5 separate regions of the Mus musculus genome follow, and all the other regions are linked to region 3. A link is a contact called in public HiChIP or PLAC-seq and promoter capture Hi-C data. All regions are on one chromosome and are shown on one strand. The core of a region is the stretch at or near the end of the contact, and the rest is flanking DNA. Distances in the headings are between cores, read along the strand shown. Region 1 holds the start of Psmg1 (proteasome (prosome, macropain) assembly chaperone 1). Region 2 holds the start of Donson (downstream neighbor of SON). Region 3 holds the start of Chaf1b (chromatin assembly factor 1, subunit B (p60)). Region 4 holds the start of Brwd1 (bromodomain and WD repeat domain containing 1). Region 5 holds the start of Cryzl1 (crystallin, zeta (quinone reductase)-like 1).

The links. Promoter capture Hi-C pulls out the DNA fragments that hold promoters and counts their contacts. HiChIP or PLAC-seq counts read pairs in DNA pulled down with a chosen protein or histone mark.
Region 1: a promoter capture Hi-C map of erythroid cells shows a contact between it and region 3, with 15 times the contacts expected there. The contact joins the promoter of Psmg1 here to the promoter of Chaf1b in region 3. A contact is called at or near these places in 2 of 39 promoter capture datasets (erythroid cells and hippocampal neurons) and 1 of 115 datasets of contacts at active chromatin or transcription factors (astrocytes).
Region 2: a promoter capture Hi-C map of neutrophils shows a contact between it and region 3, with 8 times the contacts expected there. The contact joins the promoter of Donson here to the promoter of Chaf1b in region 3. A contact is called at or near these places in 3 of 39 promoter capture datasets (the C10 cell line, hippocampal neurons and neutrophils), 1 of 484 Hi-C or Micro-C datasets (B cells), 3 of 115 datasets of contacts at active chromatin or transcription factors (astrocytes, bone marrow-derived macrophages and thymic regulatory T cells) and 1 of 9 other capture datasets (liver).
Region 4: a contact with region 3 is called in an H3K27ac HiChIP or PLAC-seq map of extraembryonic endoderm stem cells, with 11 times the contacts expected there. The contact joins the promoter of Brwd1 here to the promoter of Chaf1b in region 3. A contact is called at or near these places in 1 of 39 promoter capture datasets (hippocampal neurons) and 3 of 115 datasets of contacts at active chromatin or transcription factors (embryonic forebrain, extraembryonic endoderm stem cells and stem cell-derived neural progenitor cells).
Region 5: an H3K27ac HiChIP or PLAC-seq map of embryonic stem cells shows a contact between it and region 3, with 5 times the contacts expected there. The contact joins the promoter of Cryzl1 here to the promoter of Chaf1b in region 3. A contact is called at or near these places in 1 of 39 promoter capture datasets (hippocampal neurons) and 2 of 115 datasets of contacts at active chromatin or transcription factors (astrocytes and embryonic stem cells).

The regions. Positions count from the first base shown.
Region 1 is chr16:95,989,595-95,992,294 of GRCm38.p6, reverse strand. Psmg1 (proteasome (prosome, macropain) assembly chaperone 1) reads left to right here and starts at 1,335. Exons shown (of 7, transcript NM_019537.3): 1 at 1,335-1,541; 2 at 2,697-2,700. The coding sequence starts at 1,405. It overlaps Brwd1 (bromodomain and WD repeat domain containing 1), which reads left to right. Exons shown (of 42, transcript NM_145125.3): 42 at 1-203.
Region 2 is chr16:91,687,410-91,690,109 of GRCm38.p6, reverse strand. It overlaps Donson (downstream neighbor of SON), which reads left to right and starts at 1,382. Exons shown (of 10, transcript NM_021720.1): 1 at 1,382-1,703; 2 at 2,235-2,315. The coding sequence starts at 1,398. It overlaps Cryzl1 (crystallin, zeta (quinone reductase)-like 1), which reads left to right. Exons shown (of 13, transcript NM_133679.2): 13 at 195-788. The coding sequence ends at 294. It overlaps Gm10785 (predicted gene 10785), which reads right to left and starts at 1,212. Exons shown (of 6, transcript NR_040389.1): 1 at 830-1,212.
Region 3 is chr16:93,882,558-93,885,257 of GRCm38.p6, reverse strand. Chaf1b (chromatin assembly factor 1, subunit B (p60)) reads right to left here and starts at 1,357. Exons shown (of 14, transcript NM_028083.4): 1 at 1,283-1,357; 2 at 637-792. The coding sequence starts at 762.
Region 4 is chr16:96,081,098-96,083,797 of GRCm38.p6, reverse strand. It overlaps Brwd1 (bromodomain and WD repeat domain containing 1), which reads left to right and starts at 1,370. Exons shown (of 42, transcript NM_145125.3): 1 at 1,370-1,544; 2 at 1,618-1,676; 3 at 1,791-1,820; 4 at 1,925-1,984. The coding sequence starts at 1,496.
Region 5 is chr16:91,727,452-91,730,151 of GRCm38.p6, reverse strand. It overlaps Cryzl1 (crystallin, zeta (quinone reductase)-like 1), which reads left to right and starts at 1,350. Exons shown (of 13, transcript NM_133679.2): 1 at 1,350-1,594. Itsn1 (intersectin 1 (SH3 domain protein 1A)) reads right to left here and starts at 781. Exons shown (of 39, transcript NM_010587.2): 1 at 553-781. Gm46543 (a long non-coding RNA gene) reads right to left here. Exons shown (of 3, transcript XR_001781880.2): 3 at 1,571-1,633.

The DNA.
Region 1 (2,700 bases), core at 86-2,585, 2.1 Mb before region 3:
AAATGTCATAGAATTACTTATTGAGCAATTATATCCTCAAGAAATGCCATGAAATGAAAATATATCAGTCTAATGAAGACCTGTGAATTTTGGCAGTGTGAATTGAAGATCTGAAGTTACATCTTGCTGTCTGATCCTGTCCAGCCTTTTATAATGGAATCCCTTTCTGGCCTTTAATTGGAACATATTTTTATTTACCCTTTAAAGTGTTTGGTCTCTTTATTGTGACTGAATGGAGTAACACTGTAGTAAAATCCCTCCTGCAAATGTGTGCCGACAAGCCACCACTTCCCTATGATTTACCAACACGCTTCAGATTTCTGTTGGTGCTTTTTTCATGTGTGAGTGAGAAATCAAATCGAGTATCTTTATCAGCAAAGTATCCGCTTAAGAAACCAGCAAAGAGACAGCCAGGGACATCTGCTCTTCAGCTCGCTTCTACTAACCCTGGAATCTGAGTCTTAAAGACACCACACTGAGAATCTTGTGTGTGTGCTATAGTTACACACAAAGTGTTCTAGTTGGTATACATCTGCTTTTTATTTATTTCTTTGGTTTTTCTAGACAGGGTTTCTCTGTGTAGCCAAAGGATGTCCTGGAGCTCCCTCTGTAGACCATGATGGCCTTGAACTCAGAAATCCATCTGCCTCTGCCTCCCGGGTGCTGGGATTAAAGGTGTGTGTCACCACTGCCCGGCATTCATCTGCTTTTTATTAACCAGTGAGTATGTATGTTAAGATTGATATGCTTTTTCCTCCCAGTAGACTTGAAGCATCGTTTTTCTACATTGTGAGAGATTTTTAAACAACTTTCCAAGAGTTTTGATTTTTAAAGGACCCTCTGATCCCCAAACATTTTACCCTGGGCAATGCAGTCTCCATTTCCTCACAAGCAAATCTAGAATGTGTTTTTATTTCCCACTGAGGTGCCAGTTACCCTTTTTCTCGTGGGAGCAGCATTCGGTGGAGCTCTTTGTCTTCCAGCACACAAACCAGAAACACACATTCTTCCTGTCATTAAAGTAGAAAACACGGTCTATGAGTTACATATGGCCAGGTTTTAAAAAGCCTAGCCTTGCAGCCTCACTCATGTTCTCTGAATCCGCTTGCAGTCATCAACCCTGGAGCTGTCTGTGCTTCACCCGCAGCTCTGGGTTTCCTCCACGGGTGGGTCCTTGCAGGAGGGTCGCCGGGTGTGGAGCGGGCGCTGCGTGCCCCGGTTAACAGGATGACGGAAGCGCGCCGCGGGACATTTCTCGCGGCGGACCGGAAGCTCTTAGGTTCTCCCCCCTCCCCCCACGGAAGGCGTATCCTCGCTCGGAGGCGGGGTGGGGGCGTGGCTTGGAGGGGGCGTGACTGCGGGCCGGCGCGCATGCGCTGTCTGGCCGCGCGGAGCTGAGGGACCATGGCTGCCACGTTCTTTGGCGAGGTGGTGAAGGCGCCGTGCAGAGCTGGGACTGAGGAGGAAGAAGAGGAGGAGGAGCAGAGCAGGCGGGACACGCCGGAGGACCGGGAGGTCCGGCGGCAGCTGGCGCGGAAGAGGTCAGGCTCCCGGAAGGCTGCGAGCGTCAGGCGGTGTCGGCCTGCAGGGTGCCCTGCGTTCACGCTGGGACGTCGGCAGCCCAGCGATGCTCGCCCTCCACCGTGCACTTTAGGTCACGCCGCATGTCGGCCGTATTTCTTTCAAAACTACTTTCAGACACAGAAGTCAGGTCACGCCAGCCCCTTCCTTGGTCAAGGTTTTACCACATTCATTTCCTCTCCCACCACCCCTACGAGTTTCCGATTAGGACTCCCCACACGTCTTCCTAAGCATGCTGTCTCAATTATTTGTACTCTAGAGCAAACCCACACATAAAATATGCACATAATTAAACTTTGTTGATTCTCCTATTTTTTCAGTACCTCCATTCTGAGCTTTTAGGCGGGTTCTCGGATCAGAACTTGGGTCGTCATGTTTGTGTTGGCAACTTAGCACCTTCCCTACCCCACGTTTGCTAATAACACGTTTTCAGTATCATACCAGTCCACAGTCAAATTCACCTAGATTTTTAAAATACACTTCCCGGTGATTGTGTCAACGACAGACACTTTTGGCAGTTCGTTTCATTTGACAGCTCCCTCTCACTTCTCACACTCTTCCCGAGAGCCCTGATTTGTCTGATGGTCAGTCTTAGCTTACTTTTGCCACAGCTAAATGCTTGAACGTTTGTTTGAAGTCTTGGTCACATTCAGCATTTTGCGGGCTGGAGTGTTGGAGATGCTTTTAGTGTCTTTTTACATTGTGTCTGGCTTGTGGGTGCTGGCATTGTGTGTGTCAGGCTAGTATGAAGTTTGTTAGTAGTTTTACTCATAAAAAGAAAGTGTTTTATCCATTTGCAAGGGCACCAAGGACACTGATTATTTTATCTAACACCATCTATCCATCCAACTATCCACTCATCTCTGTCTTCTATCACCTACCTATTTATCCATCCATGTATATGTAAATATAGCACCTTTCTACTACCCATATAAATATCTATAAGTAACATGTCTACCATCGATCTCATCTGTCTTCCATCTATTTATACATCCAGCTCTATATAGCACCTATCACTTAATCTCTTAATCTGACTGTCATTCTGCCCATCACCATCTCTTACAGTGAACTGGTGGTCACAGTCATATTTGTTCACTTTTGTCTCTTGCTGTTAGGGAG
Region 2 (2,700 bases), core at 133-2,632, 2.2 Mb after region 3:
TAGCTATCTAGCTCAGGCTGGCTGACCAGCAACTTGCAGAGGTTCACCTGCCTCTGCCTCGCCAGTGCTGGGATTAAAGGCTCGAGCTGCTTGTGTTAGATAAAGGAAAATAAGCAAATGTGTGGTCTACTGCATCCTGCGTGCTGTGCTCCTCTGTGCCTGTGCCTGACATCTCGAATCATTTCCCTCCTCAGGCCTCTGCTCGATGAGCCCATCCCACTGTATGAGGCAAAGGTTTCCATGGAAGTTGTTCAGAAAAATCAAGAAAGAAAAAAGCAAGTCGTTCAATTTTAATTCTCTTCCCTGATCTCAGTCGGATGCACCCACACCAGTGGGGGAAGCCAGTTTTCTTTGGAAATTGTTGAGAAAAACCAAGGACGATAAAGCAAGATTTTATATTTTTAAGCCTGTTTTCCTGCCACAGTAAGATGTTTGGTTATTTGACATATTTGAAAAATACTTCCAAAATTAATGTGCAAACAATCCAGATAATTTTTTTACCATCTGAAGGGGACATTCCAAAAGCTTCTTTTAGTTATTGTATCTGTACACTTTGCCTCTGCTATAAAATTCTTTCCATTAAGAAAACTGCTTTCAGCAAAAGCTACACTATTCTAGCAAATACATCTGTCACATGCTTTTGCTATACCAAACGTCATTTGATTTTGTTATCAACTTCATTCTCAACACCTTCCTTAACAAACCGTTGATGCCATTATTTTAGCATTTGTACTTTCCGACTTCAAAGTATCTAATCCACTGGCATTTAAAATGTTTTTAAATATTCATTCACTCTGAATTTCTCCGAGATCATACGGAATCATAGTACCTGGTCCTGTAGTAGTGACGGCATTTGCATAGAGGGCTGCGGTGGTCGGGCACTGGGGACAAGGGTGGAAGAGTTGGCCTGCGGCTAGCCTGAAGCTGGCGGACATTTCCCCCTCGTGGGTACTGTGTTGAGCTCGGCCCATCACCGTCTCTCTCAGAATGATATTGCGGCTTCTCACGGAGAGAAGTAACTGCCCATCACCACCAATCAATGTGTTGTTTGCTGTGCATTCATGCTCCGTACCCGGGGCTGACACTACGCCCGCTGCCGAGTTGGTACTGTTAATCCCTTTTCCGAGCCCTACCGGGTGCCGCGCGCCGCCGTCGCGTTCTCAGCGACGCCGACCTCGCAGCAGGAGAGCCGCGAGCTGCGCGCGCCCGGCCGGAAGCGGCCACCGGGAAATCTGTTGGGCGGGGCGGCACGGCCTGGCACGCATGCTCCGTCGGGGCGGGCCCGTGGCGGGGCGGGGCCTCAGGAGCCTCCAGTCCGTGAGCAGCGCGGGGTCTGGGCGGGGCCGGGGCGCGCGGGAAGCCCCGGCAGGGCTGCGGAGCTGCCTCGGTGCTGCGCAATGGCTGTCTCGGTGCCCGGCTACTCGCCTAGCTTCAAGAGGCCGCCTGAGACCGTGCGGCTCCGCCGGAAAAGGTCTCGGGACCATGGTGCCGCCGTGCCCGCCTCACTGCCGGAGCCCGCGCCCCGCCGCGCCGCGCTGGCGGCTGGGCTGCCCTTGCGCCCCTTCCCGACCGCCGGCGGCAGAGGAGGCGCCGCCGCGACCATCGCCCGCAGGAACCCTTTCGCTCGCCTGGACAACCGGCCGCGAGTCTCGGACGAGGCCAGCGAAGAGCCGCTCCGCGGTCCTCAGGGGGCGTCGGGCCCGGTGAGTCTCCGCGTCCCGCAGCCGGGCGTCAGGGGTGGGAATGGGCGCGAACAGCCGCCGCAGGCTGATGTCCTGAGCTGGGGCGGGGGAGGGGGTGGCTGCCCTCTCCTGTAAGAAGGACTTAGGGATGGATACCCAGGAAGGTGGCTCGAATAGTCCTCCGAACTGTGATGGAAAGCCACAGAATCTGCCTTCTCACCATCCTTTCAAGACCTTTTTCTCAGGCACTTGAAATTACTGTGGACTGTTGAAGATAAATCGGGTCAGAATTTACAAATGTTGGTTTTACTCATAAAGCTTTTTTGGAACTTTTGGTCTAAGATTTTTGTATCAGTTATTAAATGCGTCAAAGTCTGGCCTTTCCTCCCGTTTAGATAAGTTCAGGCACAAATCTGCAATGAAACATGGTACTGTATGGATGTGAGCTCCCACTCACTCTCCTGAGAACCTGGTGTGCCAGGTGAGCCCTTACATAGTTCACATTCCCTCATCGCTTAGGTTTTAAAAGGACCACTCTTTTCTTAACCTCAGCTTCTAGATTCTAATGAAGAAAATAACTTGCTGTGGGAGGACACATCATCTCATGAAAGAACTGGCACGGAACTGTCCCAGGTACTTTTAAAAATTACATTTCTAGTTTGTGCCACAATTGTGTGTGTAGAGGCCAGTCCCTCCACTGTGTGAGTAGAAGGATTGGACTCAGGTTGTCAGGCAGGCCAGAAGCAAGTGCCTCTACCTTCTGAGCCATCTCAATGGCTCACTCTAGGAAATACTTTCAAAGGGCTGAATATAATGTATATTCTAATAAACATACTTCTCAAAAGCTTTTCTCTTGAAAAAATGAGTTCCAGGAATGAATTCAAAGTCTGGGACTGAACCTCAGTTTGTAAAATGCTTGCCTAATGTTCAAAGACCTCAGGGCTGGATCCCCAGGAATTCCATGAATTACATGGGACATGATGCTGTACACTTAGAGCTGTCTCACTGGAGTGAAGGA
Region 3 (2,700 bases), core at 108-2,607:
TTTGAAACTTTGTAAATCAAAGGAAGTATTAGCAGAAATGCACACCATCAGTCCCCTTACCTGCTATTCCCCTCTTCCAGTTCTTTAGAGCAAATGGGCAAAGCACAGAGCACAGGAGCTAGGCTCAGTATTACTATTTTGAGACAAGGTCTCACCTAGCCCAGGCTGGACTCAAACTCACTACTGTTGAGAATCTCAAACTTCAGATCTGTACCGTATGGGTATTGGGGATACATGCCTGGCACCACAGAGCTCTTCCTAGTTTAGTATTCTAAAATACTGAGAACCCACTTGTAACAATGTAGCAAATAGCCGGGCCGTGGTGGCCCACGCCTTTATTCCCAGCACTTGGGAGTCAGAGGGTTCGAGGTCAGCCTGGTCTACAGAGTTCTAGGACAGCCAGGGCTACACAGAGAAACCCTGTCTTGAAACAACAAACAAAACAAACAAAAACAATGTAGCAAATGTTAAGAAAGCTAATCTTCTCAGCATTCCTTGCTTTCCCCAGGCCTCAGAACTTAGTACACTGGACTAGGTGGCAACCCGACTTGAGTTGCTGCCTTCAGTTTTAAACAAAGGAATGAAAACGTGAGCTCCGCGTAGAACCTCCCCGTATCCTCCCGCCTGTCCATTTACCCTGACGGCGGTGTCCACCCCCGCGGATGCCAGCCTGTGGATCTTCCAGGTTGCCCCATGCTGGAAGTCCAGGCTGTACACTGGCTCCTTGTTGTGCCAGGCGATTTCACACGTGATCACTTTCATCCTCCAGAGTTTCCGCCAGGCAAAGGGAGGCTGGAAACGTTAGCAAAGAGTTAAACAGCGACCCTGGAACATGAAGGGCGAGCCGGGGAAAGAGCACAGAAGCCATTAGCGACGCCGACGGCTCAGACACCTGCAATCTTCAGCTAAAATGCTCCCGCAGGTAGAGAGACTTCCACCAGTGTACGGTTCCGGAAGAGAAAGAAACCAAACACCCCAGACGGAGGCGAGGACGGGCAGCACAGAGCATCGTGTTGAGGTGGGGTCCCAGAGACCGGTACCGGAGTACTGGCTATCATCCCGGGGAGCAGCAAGGGAGGGAGTTCACGGGGAGGGGCGCGGGTCCGGGCGGCCCAACCCGGCCTGGCGGAAGGCGCGCGAGTCCCGGTCCCGGTGGGGACTGTGGTCTGGGACGAACTGCCTTCTGCCTGCGCCCGCGCTGAGATCAGAACTCACGGCCCCGGTGAGGAGCTGCAGCCCAACCCAGGTCAGAAGCGCGGAAGCCGGGTATCAGCAAACCTACCTGCAGTAACTCGGTCCACCCGGGGCCGCCACAGCCCGCAGCTTCCCGCGCGCCGCAGGCCACGCCTCCGGTCACGCCTCCTCGGGGCGGAGTTCCGGGGCGTCCCGCCTCCGCGTGGGCGGGGCTGTCACAAGACAAAGTCTCTGAATGGGAGGGTCCAGGGCATCCCTCCTCCCAGTGGCCAGCAATCTCCCGGCACCTTGGCTTCCGGTGGGCGGAGCTCTGGGCTCTTTTCTTTCTCGTGGGCGGGGCTGTCGCGGCTCGTGGCTCCTGTTGGGCGGGACTGGGAATCCCATTCCCGCGCCTCGGAGGAGTCCAGGCTCGTCCAGCTTTGACGTGCTAACCCGAGATGCAAGACGTCCTACCTACCACGCGTCAGTGTCACATGCTCATCGGACAGATCTTCCCGCCTGGAATTTACGGTCTAGAAAGAAAAGCGGGACTAGAGACGCAGGCAGCTGATTGCACGCTTAGCCAACAGCAGCGGTTCTGTCACCAGCCCCTGCCGGTGATCTCAGCACTCCAGAGGACCCTAAGAGGAAGGTTATCCTCAGCTACAGAGAGTTCCAGGCCAGCCTGAACTAAAGACTAAACAAAAAATATATAACATTTCTTATAGGGCAGATGGGAAACTTTGGGACTCATCTAATATAACCAAATAAGAGTGTCCCAGGCAGTGGATATTTGAGAGCTGTCCTGCCCCACCAAATATCTCAAAATGGCTCTGGAGTTTCAAAATGTCAATAAAACAGCAATGCCTTCGCCCTCTCTTAGCGATGTGACAGACGCCTAGAATGGTTGTTATGATGGTAATCCCAACACTCTGAAGGTGGAAATGGGAAGATGATCAGGAGTTCAAGGTCAACCTTAACTACACAGCAAGATTGAGGCCAGCCTCATGAATGTGTAGGAACTTCCATTCCAATTATGTAATGGTTAATTTATCCACCATGACCTTCTCAATAATGTCACATATTTTTTAAAGATTCTTGTCTCCTATGGTTTTGACTTCTTACAGGCCAGCATATGAAAGTTAAGGTTTTTTTTGTTTTTGTTTTTGTTTTTGTTTTTTTTTTTTTCCAAGACAGGGTTTCTCTGTACAGCCCTGGCTGTCCTGAAACTCATTCTGTAGACCAGGCTGGCCTCGAACTCAGAAATTCACCTGTCTCTGCCTCTCAAGTGTTGAGATTAAAGCCATACACCACCACTGCCCGGCGAAAGTTGGGTTTTTATAAAGAAATGATCTCAAGAGCTGGAGAGGACTCAGCATGTAAGAGCACTGGCTGCTTTGGTCAAGGCCCTGGGTTCAGTTTCCAGAACCCACATGGTGGATCATGACACAGTTCCAGTTAACCCAACACCCTTTTCTGACCTCCAAAAGCACCAGGCACACATATGGTGCACATGCATACATACTG
Region 4 (2,700 bases), core at 121-2,620, 2.2 Mb before region 3:
TTACCACTTGGTGTTTGCTGAGTTAGGATTACTCTGAATAGGTGGGCCATCTACATATTCATATGTACTTTCCATGTAATTAATGAAAGTCAACTCAGAGGCTGGAAATGCGTATTAGTTCATAAAATCCTTGAGCTCTGGAAGGAGCCGCACTGTTGGCTACAATTTACAGATAAGGCCAATTGAGACAGAGGTTAAGTGATTTGCCTAGGATCATACACCTGATAGTTGGAGCCAGTCTAAGGTTCACTGCCCGGGCACGACTGGGACACCTCGTTCTGCCTCCGCACGCAGGCACTAGAATGACTAGCTGGTACAACGCCTTGGTCACAAGACAGGACTCCTACAAATGACCTTGCTCGGTCAGCCCTTCGCAGGGGCGCAGGGGTTAAGAAAAGAATGCGGAGCCACCCTAGCACTATGTCCTAAGCCTAAGGAAAAGAAACAGCCGAACCACCCTAGACTCTTTATAGACACAAACAATTCCCTTGCCGCACCCTAGCCCGCGACAGGAGCTCGCTTTCCCGTTGGAAGACGACTGTCTTTTGGTGTTTGGGAATAAAGAGCCGAGGTCGTTTGAGGTCAGGCCTCTTTTTCTGACTCTCTGCTGCCCGATAAATCTAACAATGGCCATGTTTAGTTCTGTTCTGCACTCTACGTCAGAGCTTGTCAGCGCACACTGGACGTGGTGAAACAGATCCGGTTGGGTCAGGAGCCTAGAGCGGTAATTAGGGGGATTTTTCTGTAACTCTTCCACCCCTCCAACAAAACGACTGACACTTGTGGCCGCAGCCCGTTTCCCACGGGCCCTCTGAGTTCCCGTCAAGTCATCGCGGACTCCCAGATTCCGTCACCCGTACCGGGCATCTTTAACCCATCGCGGGGCGCGGGACGCGGGGCGGCGGGAGGTCGGGAGGGCAGCGGGTAAGGTGGTGTCGCAGCCTCCGCTCTGGGTTCAGCCACCCTCCTGCAGAGCTCCTCCCCAGCCTCAGGGTCTTCAGGCCCAGCCCAGGTGACCGTCCTCCCAGGCTCCGCCCTGCCCTGCCCCGCCCCGCCCCCTCCACTCCAGCTCGCCGTACCGCCTCCGCCGCCGCACAAAGGCCGGCGGCCGCCTCACCGCGCGCAGGAATCCGGCCACGCGCGCCCCAGCCCCCCCACCCCCCGCCCCGCGGACGCAGCCCCGGCTGGCTCGCCGCCCCCTTTTGCGCTTCACGCCCCCGACGCACAGGACGCCGAGGCGAGGCCCGCCTCCCAGCCAAGGAGCCACATCCGCGTCGTGCCACGCCGCCGGCTCCCCGCGGGGGGACTACTTCGCTCCCCGCCCCTCGGTCCCGCGCGACTTCCTGCCGCGGACGCGTCGGTGCGCGGCGCGCACGGCATGGCGGCGGCGGCGCGCGCCTGAGGAGCTGGGGGTACGCCGGCCCGGTCAGGCCTCGGCGCGGCCTACGCGCTCCACTTGTTCGCTGGTCCGCTCGCTCCCGCCCGGCGCCCCGCCATGGCGGAGCCTTCGCCGGCCCGACGTCCGGTGCCTCTCATCGAGTCGGGTAAGACACGGCCGCGCGTCCCCTGCCCGGTGTCGCGCAGCCGCCGCTGACCGTCCCTGTCTTCTCCCCGCAGAGCTGTACTTTCTCATCGCCCGCTACCTCTCAGCTGGCCCGTGTCGCCGAGCGGCGCAGGTGAGTGCCGGCTGGGCGAGCGGGCGGGCGGGCGAGCGAGCGAACCGGGGGCGAACGAACCGGGGGTGAGCGGGGCAGCTGACGGGGTCTGACCGCGCGTCTTCTCTGCCGCAGGTGCTGGTGCAGGAGCTGGAGCAGTACCAGGTCGGTCCGCCGCCCCCGCGTCCCCGTCCCCGCCCCCGCGTCCCGGTCCCGCCCGGCCTCCCGGCCGCGGTGGTCACCCGGACGCCTTTCGTGTCTCATTCCAGCTGTTGCCGAAGAGGTTGGACTGGGAGGGCAACGAGCACAACAGGAGCTACGAGGAATTGGTGAGCAGCTCCCGCGTCCTCCGCGCGCCCGCGCCCCCCAGCCGGGTCTCTGCTCCCCTGCGGGCGCCGCGGGGCCGCGCCCGGGGGTGGTCTCTGGTGGTCCGGCGTCCCGGGGCGACGGGCCCGACCCCCGAGGGCTCGCGGTGGCGGGGTGGGGGGCGGGATTTGGCAGAAAATGGTTTTGGGGGCGGTGCCGGGCGCAGGCGGGGGCGCCCCTGGCTCGCGGCCGGGCTGGGGCTCCAGGTGCGGCCGCCAGCCACTGAGAGGGGCGCTCTCATCTCTCTCCCTTCCCGATTTGTAACTCGAGCTCTCATTGGTCTCTCCTTTCTCTGCCCCGCCCAGACTTTCAGACCTCTTGTTCCCCAGGAATAGAGAGAGAGTCCTTAGTCTCCCAAGGTGGAGAAATGGCCCCTTCCTGTACTGTACTCCCTTCCTCTGTAGGATCGCACAGAGTTCTCCGTGGTGAATATGTCAGTGCGGCACCCCTGCTTCCCCGACCCGTGCACTGTGTGTTGACTGCCTTTAGAAAGTTGGCTCACACTTGATCTTGCTGTATGTAGCGGTTCAGGCTTTAAGTTGACATCCGTCAGTCGGTGTATTTATTTTTTGAGACAGGGTGTCATTACGTACCACTGTCTTGCCTTGAACTCGGGTAGGCCAGGCTGGCCTTGAATTCATTTCCTGCTTCTGAGAGCTCGGACTAAGCTCTCAGAAGC
Region 5 (2,700 bases), core at 101-2,600, 2.2 Mb after region 3:
GTGCGTGCGCAAGGAGGGCGAAGCGGCCGAGAAGGGGACGCACGCCCGCTGCAAGGGTAGCCGCTTTCTGTTAAATGCCATCAGAGCCAGCCCCGGCCGCACCACTTCGGCCCAAACGGCATTGACCGCCCTTCACTTGACAGGGTATTCCAAGCAGGCGCTAGAGAAAAAGGATGAGCCGGGGACTCGAGGCCGGGGGCACCCGCGGGCGGCGCGATGCGGCTCCCGCGAGCTCGGGATCCCCGGGAGGCCGGGTCGGCCCGCCACCCTCCGGCGGCCGAGGGCAGAGGGGTCAGCGGTGGAAGGACCGCCCGCCGCGATGCCCCCCACGGGAGCGCCGGCCGTGGCTGCGGACGCCCATTCAGCCCGAACCCGTCCCGCGGCCGCCACCGCCGCGGCCCGCCCGCCCCGCTGCCCCCGGGGAGGATGAGAAAGACCGGGCGGAGCGGCGACGGCGGCCGCAGGGACGCGCGCCCGGCCGCTGGACCCGACCCCGGGGCGGCCATCGCCGACCCCCGCCCGCGCGCCAGGCCGCCCGCGTCAGCTCCTCACCTCATCTCCGGGCGGGTGCGCGCGGCCGCCCCTCACACAAATCAGTGCAGCCCGCACGCCGCGCGGAGGAACGCCGAGTCCGCAGCCGCGCACACCATCCCCGCCCGCCCGCCTGCCTGCCTCCCGGCCGTCCCGGAGCCCGCTCGGGATGCTCCCTTGCGAGCCGCCGTACTACGGAGCAACCAAGCTGCGCGCCCTCCCCGCGCCGCTCCACTCCTCTCGCCCTCCTTCGCTCCTTCGCTCCCTCACTCCCGCCTAACTCCTCATCTCCCTCCGCCGCCGCCCCTCCGCCCACAGCCTGCCCTCCGCCCCACCCATAGATGGGCGGGGATAACCGCCTGCCAATCGGACGGCGGAGACCACGCCTTCGCTCTCTCCTATGACTCCGCCCACTAGGTGGGCAAAAAAGAAGAAAGGAGCCAAAGGAAATAGAGGTGTACAGAGTGACAACGAGATACACCAATGAAGTAGTTTGGATAGCACCCCCCCACACACACACACTTTTTTCCCCTCCCATCCTTGTCTCGTCCCTTGAAGGCGTAACTAGAGGTTTCTGCTCTATGCGTGCGGAGATTTTGTTTCACGATTTGGCGCTTTGCTCTTTTCTATGCGCGACAGTAGCTAGGATACATTCAACTAAATTGAAGGTTTTGCAGAAAGAGCGTGGGCACGAAAGGCGAAAGACACAAAGACTGAAGAAAGATGGTAGGGGTTACGGTTGGAATGAGGAAGGGTGTGGCCTTTTACTCTAATTTGCATAAAACGGAACCCATCTTGGCAACGCCCAACTTCTCCCATTTATTGGTGGTCCCTGGGGCGGCGACTCGTCTCTCTACGGGAAGCAGCATGCTGGGAGATGTAGTTCCGGGTTCAGTTGCCATGGCGTTCGTCACAGCCTCCCCCAGATCGGTCATCCTGCGGTAGTGACGGGCAGTCTGACCAATGGCAGTACTGTTTGGACCCAAGAAGGCGGGCTCTCTGCAGAAGGACTGGGAAGGTGGCGGCGGCGAAGGCGCTGGCGGTTGAGGTTGCTCCGAGCCAGGTGAGCCAGGGAAGAACGATGTGTGTCTCTGAAATGGGACTTTGGGCGAAAAATGGAGAAACGCCTGAAGGAGCTGTCTAACCCTGGGGAGACTGGTACTTCGCATCACACGCCGACCTCAGAGATGCCCTGGCTCAGGCCTAGCTTGGCCGAGGCCGCCGAGGGGCGGGTAATACTAGATTTGACGGACAGTTCCTGACCCTGGCTAGGTTTTGATTGTAGACTGATCTTTGCTTCTTCCTCCGCGTTTATGGAGGCAAAGGTCTAGAACTGCCTTTCTCCTGGGTTGAGTCCTCCCCGCCCCCAGCTTCTCCCTATCACTGTTTCTGATGCTGTCTCTATTACTACTTCCCTTGTCACCCTTCTTATCCTTCTCTTTGCATTTCCAGTAAGCGGTTTCCTAAAGCAAACAAGGGTGGGTGTTCGCAGTAATGGGGCCTTGGGTCAGGAATTGCCTGCTTCATTGAGCCGGCCATACTTGAGCCATACTAAAGAATTATCCCAGGGTCGTGAGGAGGTGCAGATACTGATTCTGGATTTGGGCCTGGTGGTCTGCATTTGCTTTTTAAAAATTATATATATATATCTATATATGGCATTTTAAACAAACTGCCAAGTATAGCCAGTCCACAGTAGCTGAGTTTTGCATTGCCTGTCCAGGACAGATGTTCTAGGCACCCAGACGCTTTTAGATTTCCTGGGAGCCACATTTGGACAGTGAAGAGACCACGTGAAATTAATTTTACGTTTCTCTTAAACCAGCTTATCCAAATATTATTTCAACCTTTAAAGAAATCAGATATTTAAATGAGACAGTGTATCTGTTGTGCGTTTTACCCTCGCAGCATACCCTCGTACCCTCATCCTAAGGGCACGCCACTCACGTGCGGAGTAGCCACCTGTGGCTATTCGCCGCTCTCCGAATCCAGATGATGCAAGAGACCATTGCACAAACTCAGCAGTGTTAGTCATGTGATTGCCAGCGACATCCCTTTGCTGCTTCAGTACATGGGTTCAGAACTACTTTCACAATACGATACTGAGCTTACAAGAATACCAGGGAAAGTAATATTTATTAAAAAGCCAACTTCCGTAATGTGTGCGCT